Linked DNA regions of Pan troglodytes: region 1 is linked to region 2. The links are chromatin contacts, called in public Hi-C maps. All regions are on one chromosome and are shown on one strand. The core of a region is the stretch at or near the end of the contact, and the rest is flanking DNA. Distances in the headings are between cores, read along the strand shown. Region 1 overlaps BCKDHB (branched chain keto acid dehydrogenase E1 subunit beta). Region 2 overlaps BCKDHB (branched chain keto acid dehydrogenase E1 subunit beta).

What was found. Hi-C and Micro-C count contacts between places; a contact is called where the count stands out from the background.
Region 1: a Hi-C map of induced pluripotent stem cells shows a contact between it and region 2, with 2.2 times the contacts expected there. The contact joins two enhancer-like sites. A contact is called at or near these places in 2 of 7 Hi-C or Micro-C datasets (induced pluripotent stem cells and stem cell-derived neural progenitor cells).

What each region holds. Positions count from the first base shown.
Region 1 is chr5:92,348,538-92,353,547 of NHGRI_mPanTro3-v2.0_pri, forward strand. All of the region lies in intron 10 of BCKDHB (branched chain keto acid dehydrogenase E1 subunit beta), which reads left to right. Among named protein-coding and RNA genes, the nearest start is that of BCKDHB, 230 kb to the left of the region's middle. Within about 2 kb of position 2,029, at least 6 of the 24 cell types and tissues checked have an H3K27ac peak or open chromatin away from gene starts, as enhancers often do. A contact at or near this core is called in induced pluripotent stem cells, where this site is marked.
Region 2 is chr5:92,228,613-92,233,698 of NHGRI_mPanTro3-v2.0_pri, forward strand. All of the region lies in intron 8 of BCKDHB (branched chain keto acid dehydrogenase E1 subunit beta), which reads left to right. Among named protein-coding and RNA genes, the nearest start is that of BCKDHB, 110 kb to the left of the region's middle. Within about 2 kb of position 1,284, at least 2 of the 24 cell types and tissues checked have an H3K27ac peak or open chromatin away from gene starts, as enhancers often do. A contact at or near this core is called in induced pluripotent stem cells, where this site is marked.

The sequences.
Region 1 (5,010 bases), core at 779-3,278, 120 kb after region 2:
TCTCCCCCTCCTCCCTGGGCTGGTGCTGCCCTTTCATAGGCCTTCTCTCAATAACTGGGTCTCACCAGGCTCCTTTCTGCATTCCTAGCTTTGTACTTGTTGTGTGACCTGGCAGGAGTGCTTCTCCTGGGTTCTTTGCAGATCTGGTTTCTCCTTCTCAAATGACACCACCTTAGAAAGCCCTTTCCTGAGCATACTGTGCAACTCAGAGCTCCCTGTTAGTCTCTATCACAGACCCCGTACTTACTTCCTTTTTAGCACTCCTCAAACACCTTCCCCCCACTAAAACATAAAACTCTATGAGGATAGGGACATTGTGGACACTCACATATTAATAAGTGATTGAAACATGAATGCATTTTAAAAAAGATCAGTACCAACATCCTAAAGGCTCCTGGAGAAGGGCATTTGAGCTGACTTTGAAAAGTAGAATGTGAAGATAGCCGGGTGTAGGAAAACAAGAGTTTGAGAAGAGAGAGGCTTGTGTCAAGGTGATTTTATAAAAAAAAAAAAAGCTTTGGTATGAAGGCAGGCATGTGCATGTCTTTACTGGGCTTTGTGGAGAAAATAGAGATAAAGAATAAACTTTGGGGAACCAGGAAAACCTTTTATCTAGGAAAGGGACATGATCAAAATGGCACCAGTGTGGCATCTAGTGGATGAGTTGAAGGTTCAGGAATTGCTAAGAAGTAAAAGCATCCACACCCTACTTCCTGTCTTTGCTGACATATATATATATTTGGCCTCATCAGTAACAAAGCTCATTAATACTCCAGGATGAAACAGAATAGAAATACAAACTGGAATTGTTTGTTTAATCTATATTTATGCATTCACAAATATTTACTGATGCCTGCTCCATGTCAGTCATTGTACCTCTGATCCATTTGGGCTTGTAAATCTGTGTATGTGATACTTGGCGATGTTTTTGCATACCTAAAATGAGACACCATTTAAGAGATTTAGCTGTTGATACTCGAACCAGTGAAGACAAAGCTGGCAAATATCTCCCTAAATAGGAAGGATATGTATTTAATTTGGAAAATGTCAATTTATTTGTTACCCTACACAGTAAGAATTAGATATCTAGAAACAACTACAGGTATGAAATATAACTGTTGAAATGTGTGCTTCTTTTAAGAAACTCCAAGAGCAACATGGAAGCATGTGTTGTTTTCTTGTCAGTTTTCCTTCTCATATGCCATTTGCTCCTGAAATACCCAATTTTTTTTCTGCCCAGACCTACACACCCAACCCACTTTAGCTGTACCATCCTTAGATTACTATGTCACAAATTTTACCTTGTTTTGAAACTGAAGTACAATGGCTGATTTTGCTATTTTTGCATTTATTTGCAAAGCTGAATTCTAGTAATTACCAGCAAAGATAATCGTTTTGCACAAAAAGAGGTATATTTCTATCTTGAAACTAGGTTATATTGTTAATGCCACAGAAAAGGAAATGGCTTTTTCAGAATATTAGCGTTTGTAGCTCTTGCTTATTGATAGGGAAAAGTTAGTTGCCATAGTGATCTAACAGCCTCTGGAGGGAATGCAGTCATGGCCTTAAGCATCCGGCAACCCACCCGGTTGAGAGAGCCCCTCTGAAAAGGATTTCCTTCCATGGAAATTGAGTTTCCAAAATAAAAAGAGTTTATTTTAGCTTAGATTTGCTTATAGGTTTGTTTTGCACTTTTACCTACTGGAATTAAAGGAAAAACATTTATAATAAAGACAGCATATATTTCTTCAGGGATGACATTAAATAATAGATTTTTGTGTTAACCATTCCATAAATGTGTTCTCAGACACACAAAATGACCTTTATACTTTTATTCTTGTGAGCTATGGAGCTTAAAAGCAAACCACTTCAACCAGATGTTGATCCAATAAATTTATCAATATTTGGGGTTTTTAGAGTTTCAGTATATATTCTTAGGTGGAGGGAACTTTCATGGCCCGTCAAAATCTGCTCAAGCTGTGCTGGGTGAAACAGCACTCATCTATAATACTCATGTAACATGAGCCAATCTGCAGTCGGTTGTTCTGAATTCTACATCACTCACAGCACAGGTTGATGTGTGAACACTGTATTTACAGGACCAAAACTCAACATTTGCTCTGCAGCTGTGTTTAACCGTTATCAGTTTGGCACACAGCATGACTGCTTTGGAGGGAGAATAGACACTTCTCATCCCTTTTGGCATTTATGAAGTAACCAAAGTACCTACTGCTGAAGTGATTCACTTGAGCTTAATTAGATTTGCTACATAATTAGCATTTGAAGAAACCTAAAGAAAATCCTTGGGGGTTGGTTATTTGTTATGTCAATTGTAAGCATGCTCATTTGGGGGGGACTAGGAATTGAAAATGATGAAATTTAATGCACCGTAAACCCAGATGTATTATATGCATATGTAATTTTTTAAAGAGTTTTTAAAAGCTATGCTTCGCAGGGATGACTGAAATGCTTGTCTCAGACAACTGAGACCTGTGCAAGGGGACTGATCCATCTGCATGTGCCCATGTCTGCTTGATGGCGCTTATGTGTGTACAACTAGCTTTACACCTCTCATGAGAGCCCACAGCTCTTTAATAAACACCCCAGTGCCAGCCGTGAGGGCTGTGCCAATAACCACCACTTGAAGCTGGAGAGTGCAGTCTGAGACAGTGAGATCCTATACTGCACTTGTATTTACATTTTAAGGTTAATTTAATTGCAATGGCTTGTTCTGGTATGTGTTGCTTTAATTGCAAAGAAAAAAATGAATTTAATTTTATACTCGAGACATTTCTTTAAATACTCCTGAAGTTTGTTCTTTAGTATTAGAGTTCTACAAAGTGAATTAACTGTGGAGAATAGCTGTAAAATACTGAGAGGAGAGGTTAAATTTTATATTCCAGTTTAAGTTAAGGCTAGGATAAAACTTGTAAACTATGTTTATGTAAAATATTTTCTAATCTGTCAAAAAGTTGTCACATTTTAATCAAATTACTTAGTTACCTAAATTTGTCTAGCCATAAATAAGGAAATAAATGAGAGGGAACAAGTTTAATTTATTGATGAAGCACTCTGATGATTTTTTTTACCCTTATAGTGAAAAAAAAAAAAAAAAACCTTCAAACTTACATCCTACCATAGGTTCACCATCAAATCTCAAGTCAGAATCAGGTTCAAATCAGAATTCAAAACCAGTTTTAGAACTCAAGTGGCAGCTCATGCCCTGCATGCAGGCAAACGGCTAGGAATTAATCAGAAAGTTCCACCCGTGTCCATCCTTCCTCTTATTTGCTCATCTTCCCAGCAAGCACTAAAAAGAAAAAAAAAAAAAATTACAAATTCGTACAGAACCTACTGTAACTCTGATTAAAGAGATCCTGTATTCCCCAATGACCGACCCCCTGGCTCCCCCAAAAAGGAATTAAACGGCTAAGCTTTTTATAAATGTTTTTAAAATCCTTATTGGACTTGACATAAACATGCAGATAATTCTACTAGTTTCTTTTTCATAGGTACAATAATAGCACTAAGTACAGAATTCCCCTTGTATCCAAGCAAGACTTTTACGAAAACTTAAATCTGAAGTCTTATGCAGTGCACCTAAAATTAACCAGGAGACTTGGTGCATATACCAACAAATGTTGTACACCTGTGTGATAGTGGTCACCTCACTTAACCTCTCCCAGCTTCAGTTTCTTGTCTTTACTACTACATAAAGTTGTTGAAAGGATTAAAGGAGACTATATAAATAGCTATTTTTATTTATAATTAAATAATATCTGTGTGGTTACTATTTAGTCTGGGTAACTAAATAGCTGGGTTTTTTTGTTCTTTGTACACATGCACATATTCCTTTTTTAAAACAGGCATATGAGCAAATACATTTTTTTCTATATGCCTCCATGTTGTTTCTCTGGATTTCCGCCAGGATGGGATGTGCCAATTATGCACGGAATTGTTTGCGTGTCCATGGGTGCTTATATAAGTCATTATCTTTGGTGTATGACAAATACACAAACTCCTGTATCTCTAGTAGCCTGTAATTCCTAATTGAGGGACATGATTGAATTTATGTAGTTTAGCCCCAAGTAAGTAGATAAAAATTATTAAGTAAATGCCCTGGTTCATCTAAACAAAATATGTGACTAATAGCTTTTTATATGAACTATATACATTTAGTTTACCTGTTTATTAATAAATAGTATCTCTGAGCATTTTTAATTTTATATTTTATACTTAACTATGAAAGTATCCAGAACCAGATTCCAGTCACTAACTACCTCTTCATTAATGGATCAATGGTTTTATCAGATTTATTAGAAATTTGTCTATACTGAGCATGTAATATGTACTTTGTGAAAATAGGTATAAAACTGGGCTCATCTTATCAGCATACCATTTACCCAATTATGGGAGTAAAAAAGGAGGCATGTGTATTTTTCCCCTAATTCTGAAATGTCTCCCAGTTCTTGAAATTTGAATGTGAAAATGTGTGCATGCAAATTAAGACATTCAGTCTGAAAAGCTTCTTTGTATAAAATACTAACCAAATTTAAAGTTGAACCATAGGGTAAATATAGTAGAAAAGTATATTTTGAATTCTGAATTTGATTTCCATTGGATACAAACAATAATTACAATTGCTAGATGTGTTTTAATGAATAGTTTGAACTCATCATGCTAGCAAAAATCATCTGCATATAAATAATAGAGCAATTTCAAGCAATTTTTTCTTACTTAGGTCAGATATTCCTGCCAGAAACTTGTTTGCTTTGTTAATTTGTTCAATTATTAAACTTTGAGAGTACAAAGATAAATTTACTAATGGGGTTCAATTAACAAATTTCTGATTACATTTCCCTAATGATGATAGTATAGAACATTTATTTCTGCTGTGCTTTATTAGTAAAATTGCAGTGATCTGGTGACTGGAATTAAACTGCTGAAAAATGACTTGGTCTGATTTATTCACTGAGCAAAACCAAGCTTTAAAGGCTGTGTTGCTATGGC
Region 2 (5,086 bases), core at 34-2,533:
AATTATAACATTATATAGGTATAAAAATACACAAATAGACCAATGGAATAAAATAAGAGTTTAGAAACAGACCTGCTGGTTATCTGATTCAGGACAAAGGTGACTTTGCAATTTTGAGAGGAAGAGGTAGTTTTCTCAATAGAGGATGTTGATTCATTTGGGTACTATGAAAAATAATTATATTAACTCTTACCACACAAGCATCAGTTACAGCTGAGTTGCAGATCTAATTGTGAAAGGAAAAAATAATGCTCTTGGGAGAAAGCATAGGTGAATATGTTCATGTGATCTTGTGCACTAATAAAACACTAACGTTAAAAAAGGGCTGATAACATTGTGCTTCATTACATTTAAGAAAATTTGTTCATCAAAAGGGTGCCAATAAGAGAGTAAATAGGTAATCTACAGATTTGGAGAAACTCAAGGAAACTTATATCTGGAAATATAAAGTACTTATACAATCAAAAAGAAAAGACCAATATCCAATAGAAATATGGGTAACAGTATGAAAAGGTACACCAAGTGTTGGCAAGAATGTGGAGCAATTCAACTCTCATAGACTATTGTTGGTAACATAAATTTGTACAACCATTTTGGAAAATTGTTTGGCAGTATCTACCTGAACCCTATAACCTAGCAATTCCAATCCTGTATGTGTATATATGAAGAAATATACAAAAAAAAAAACCAGAAGCATTCATAGGAACATTACTTCTAGTAGCCCCACACTGTAAACTGCCAAAGTACTCATCAACTAGAGAATGGATCAATAATAAGTAAGTATAATATTGTTCAGCGATGAGAATAAATGAACTAAAAATGTAATGGAATAATGTGTATTCATCTCATAAACACAAAGAAGCCGGACTCAAGTAAGTACATACTGAATGATTTATTTTATATAGAGGTAAAAAATAGACAAAACTAATTGATGATGTTAGAAGTCAGGCTAGTGATTATCATGAGAGTGGTTAATAATTGGAAGAGTGTGTAAGGGCTATGAGTTGCTGGTAACAGTTTCTTGTTCTGAGTGCTGATTATTCAGGTTAAATTTTTGAAAACTGAGCAGAACACTCATTTGGTGCACCTTTTTTGTATATATGTTAAACTTGAACAAAAATTTTTAAAAAAGAAATAAAAAGAAGCACTATCTTCTGTTTAATTCATTTCCTTTACTTCACATTGTAGTGATGATCCCTTTTATGGACTCAGGGAGAGCCTTGGTGTCCTTAGCCAGGAAGAGTTTCCTTTTATCATGCAGCTCTGTCCACACCCTTCGTTCAGTTTCTCCCTGCAACTCAGCTCAGCTGTCATGCTGATGTGAAACAGGAGCTCATAAGTAGGGCTGTTCTCTCTCAAGCCTTCCCAGGAGTAAGAACAGTGGTTAAGGTTATGGACTTTAATGGACTTTCCTGCTGACATGCAGACCACATTCAAAATGAGTTAAAAAGTGAGCTGCAGTGTTAACAAAGCAGTGGCCAGGCCGAATAGCTGTTGAGGTGCTGTCAAGCTTGAAAGGAAGATTTTTCTTAAATAAGGAGAAATTCAGAGAAGCTGCCTTCAAAAATAAGAACTTGATTTTGGCAGGAGAATAAACAAAAGGCTTTGAAAGAAACTCAGATTCTCAAGCATCGTTGTCATTTAACCTAGAATCAACTACATAACAACACTGCAAAAAAAGAACTGAAGCACAATCATTTACAAGGTCTAGGTGATTTTCACATATCTATAGAGAAGAAAAAACTGACACTTATAATTCTGACATGTTTAAACTTTACCTGAAGATTAAATTATGCTAATTATTAAAATGTATAAGAATTTGCCTTTATACCGTACAGTCTTTTTAATTTATCTTTTTCTGGTGTGTCCTGCCTCCCAGATTAAATTCCAAAGCATATCCTGCTGGCTTTGCCTACATAATATGTCCAAAATCTGACCACTGCTTGATCCTGCTCTAGACTACTAGCATTTCTCTCCTGGGTTTTGGCCATAGCCACCTAACAACTGTCTTGCGCTTCTGACCTTTCCTTGCCATAGGCAGAGTTGATACTTTTAATCTGAGTCATATCATGTTCCTTCTAGTTTCAAAAGGCCTCAGTGATTTCCCATTGAGAGAGAAGTCAAATTCCTTACCATGGCCTACAAGAATTTACCTGATTTCATCGCTTTCCACCTCCTACCACCCATCCACCCTTTAGAAAATGTTCTTTCTCCAGCAAGCCCCTTCATTCACTCTGTTATTCTATCAGGGGAACCTGCCCCCAATATTTCAACATAGATTCTTTCTATTTTCCATAAATGTTGGCCGGCTGAGAAATGAAGAGAAAGAGTACAAAGAGAGGACTTTTACAGCTGGGCAGCCGGGGGTGAGATCACATATCAGTAGGACTGTGATGCCCACCTGAGCCTCAAATCAGCAAGTTTTTTATTTATTAAGGGTTTCAAAAGGGGAAGGGGTGTAAAACAGGGAGTAGATACAAAGATCACATGCTTCAAAAGGCAAAAAGCAGAACTACTAATAAGGGTCTAACAAAGAGCACATGCTTCTGAGGGAACAGGACAAAGGGAAAAAGCAGAACCACTGACAAGGGTCCAACAAAGATCACAAGGCAAAGGGCAAAAGCAGAACTACTGATAAGGGTCCAACAAAGATCACAAGGCAAAGGGCAAAAGCAGAACTACTGATAAGGGTCTATGTTCAGCAGTGCACCTGTTGTCTTGATAAGCATCTTAAACAACAGAAAACAGGGTTCAAGAGCAGAGAACCGGTCTGACCACAAATTTACCAGGGCGGAGTTTTTCCCCACCCTGATAAGCCTGAGGGTACTGCAGGAGACCAGGGCGTATCTCAGTCCTTATCTCAACTGCATAAGACAGACATTCCCAGAGTGGCTGTTTTAGACCTTCCCCCAGGAATGCATTCCTTTCCCAGGGTATTAATATTAATATTCCTTAAAAGAATTTAGCGATATCTCTCCTACTTGCATGTCCATTTATAGGCTCTCTGCAAGAAGAAAAATGTGACTCTTTTTGCCCGACCCCGCAGGTGGTCAGACCTTATGGTTGTCTTCCCTTGTTCCCTAAAAATTGCTGTTATTCTGTTCCTTTTCTGGTGCCCTGATTTCATATTGTTCAAACACACATGTTTTACAATCAATTTATACAGTTAACACAATTATCAGAGTGGTCCTGAGGTGACATATATCCTCAGTTTACGAAGATAACAGGATTAAGAGATTAAAGTAAAGACACGCGTAAGAAATTATAAAAGTATTATTTGGGAACTGATAAATGTCCATGAAATCTTCACAATTTATGTTCCTGTGCCACAGCTCCAGCTGGCCCCTCCATTCGGGGTCCCTGACTTCCTGCAACATCATTCTGTTAGGCACTACTCAAATACCATTAAGGCCTTCCTTGACCAGCTTATTTGATACTGAATCCTATCAAGACTTCCTTTCACCTTTTCCTTCTTTCCTCTTCTCTGTAGTGATTAGCATGAGCTAAAATGTTACGTACTCTTGTTATTTACATTGTTGATCTTTCTTCCAAGTACTGTGACAGCAGAAATTTTTGTCTTTTGGTTCAAAAATTCCCAGTACCTGCAACAATGACTGTGATAGGATTGGTGCTCAATAAATACTTGCTGAAAAGTAATAAATGTTAGCAAGAGAGAGTTTAACAATGCTATGAAAACTGTTGTAATATTAAAATGTTTTCAATTTGGTGCTTCTTCTTGGTGCTCATAAAAAAGTTTAAAAAGTAACTTTAGAACAGTATTCTATGAATAAATACATTAGTTTATTCTAAATTGAAATATTTATTTAAAAGTTTTAAGTTTTGCTTTGACCTTGCATTTGACTTTTCTTAATGGTTGTCTATGTTTCATAATGGCATATAGAAATTATTTATTTGAATTCTTATTAGAATAGGAACAATTTATCTACTTTGAAAGGCAAAGTGAAATTGACTGTACAGTAAACTTCAGTTATTCTTAATTTCTAAGAAATGAGTTTTATGGATAATTACATTTTCTGAATAGATGGGAGTTACTATTTGTATAGCAGCTTTTAAAACTGGGTCTGTCCTGAATTTTGTAGCCATCACAGCCACTGTGCACTGCTTTAGATGAGGGTTCTTCTCTGTTCAAATACACCCTGTTACAAGATACTGTCTCCCAGTCTTCCCTCCCCCTCACTCTCTGCCCAAAGCAATCTCCTACCTTTTTGAAGTTCTTGGGAAGTGTTTTTGTTTTTTTAATTTTAACAAAATTAGAAAATGATAGAGAAAATATCTTCATTTCTGTTCCCTCCATTTTTCTCTCCAGCTCTTTTTCCTGCTTTCCCTTTCTTTTCTCTTTTAAACATAGGTTATGTAGTAGAAGATGAAGACATACTCATAGAAATGAATAGTTGTTCTTTGGGTACATATTGGGCATCTCTAGTCTCAAGATATTTTAGGGGTAGTCTATCATAGGAGCAGGACAAGGCCTTAGGGGAAAGGAGCTAGAAGTAATTCAGCTGTGGCATGAGGGAGTGACAGTAGCTGGGAGGGAGGGCTCAGTGTTCTTAGATTTAGCATTCTTTCCTCCCATCCTTTCACCCCAATTATTTCCATTCTTGCTATAGAAGACTTCATTGGGGGAACTGGATAATAGCAGGACAGGCACTAAGGCTGGCAGAGTTAGTGGGAATGGAGACAATCAGGGAGCAGAGGTCTTCAGCAAAAAAGGAAAGGGAAATTGTAGAGCTGGAATGGGGAAGGAGTCAAACCTTAGTAATTGGATGAAGGACCAAGTTTGTTTACTCTTTGCATTTGCACCTGGGTATTAATCACCAAGTATTTGTGAATGGTGCAGAAGATGTTCTGAAGACCCATAGATTAAATTGGAAATTTAATTCTGATTTGTTAGACTGAATAGCTTTAAACTGGTTTTATGGAGAAGTTGAAGAATTTGTCTATAGAGAATCTCTAATATTTAAGTATTGCCAGTTAAAATATACATTTTAAAAATTGGTTACTTGAACTTAAGTGAATAATTCTGTGACTGAATACTAGCTATTTTGTTTGAGGCTATGTCTGTTTG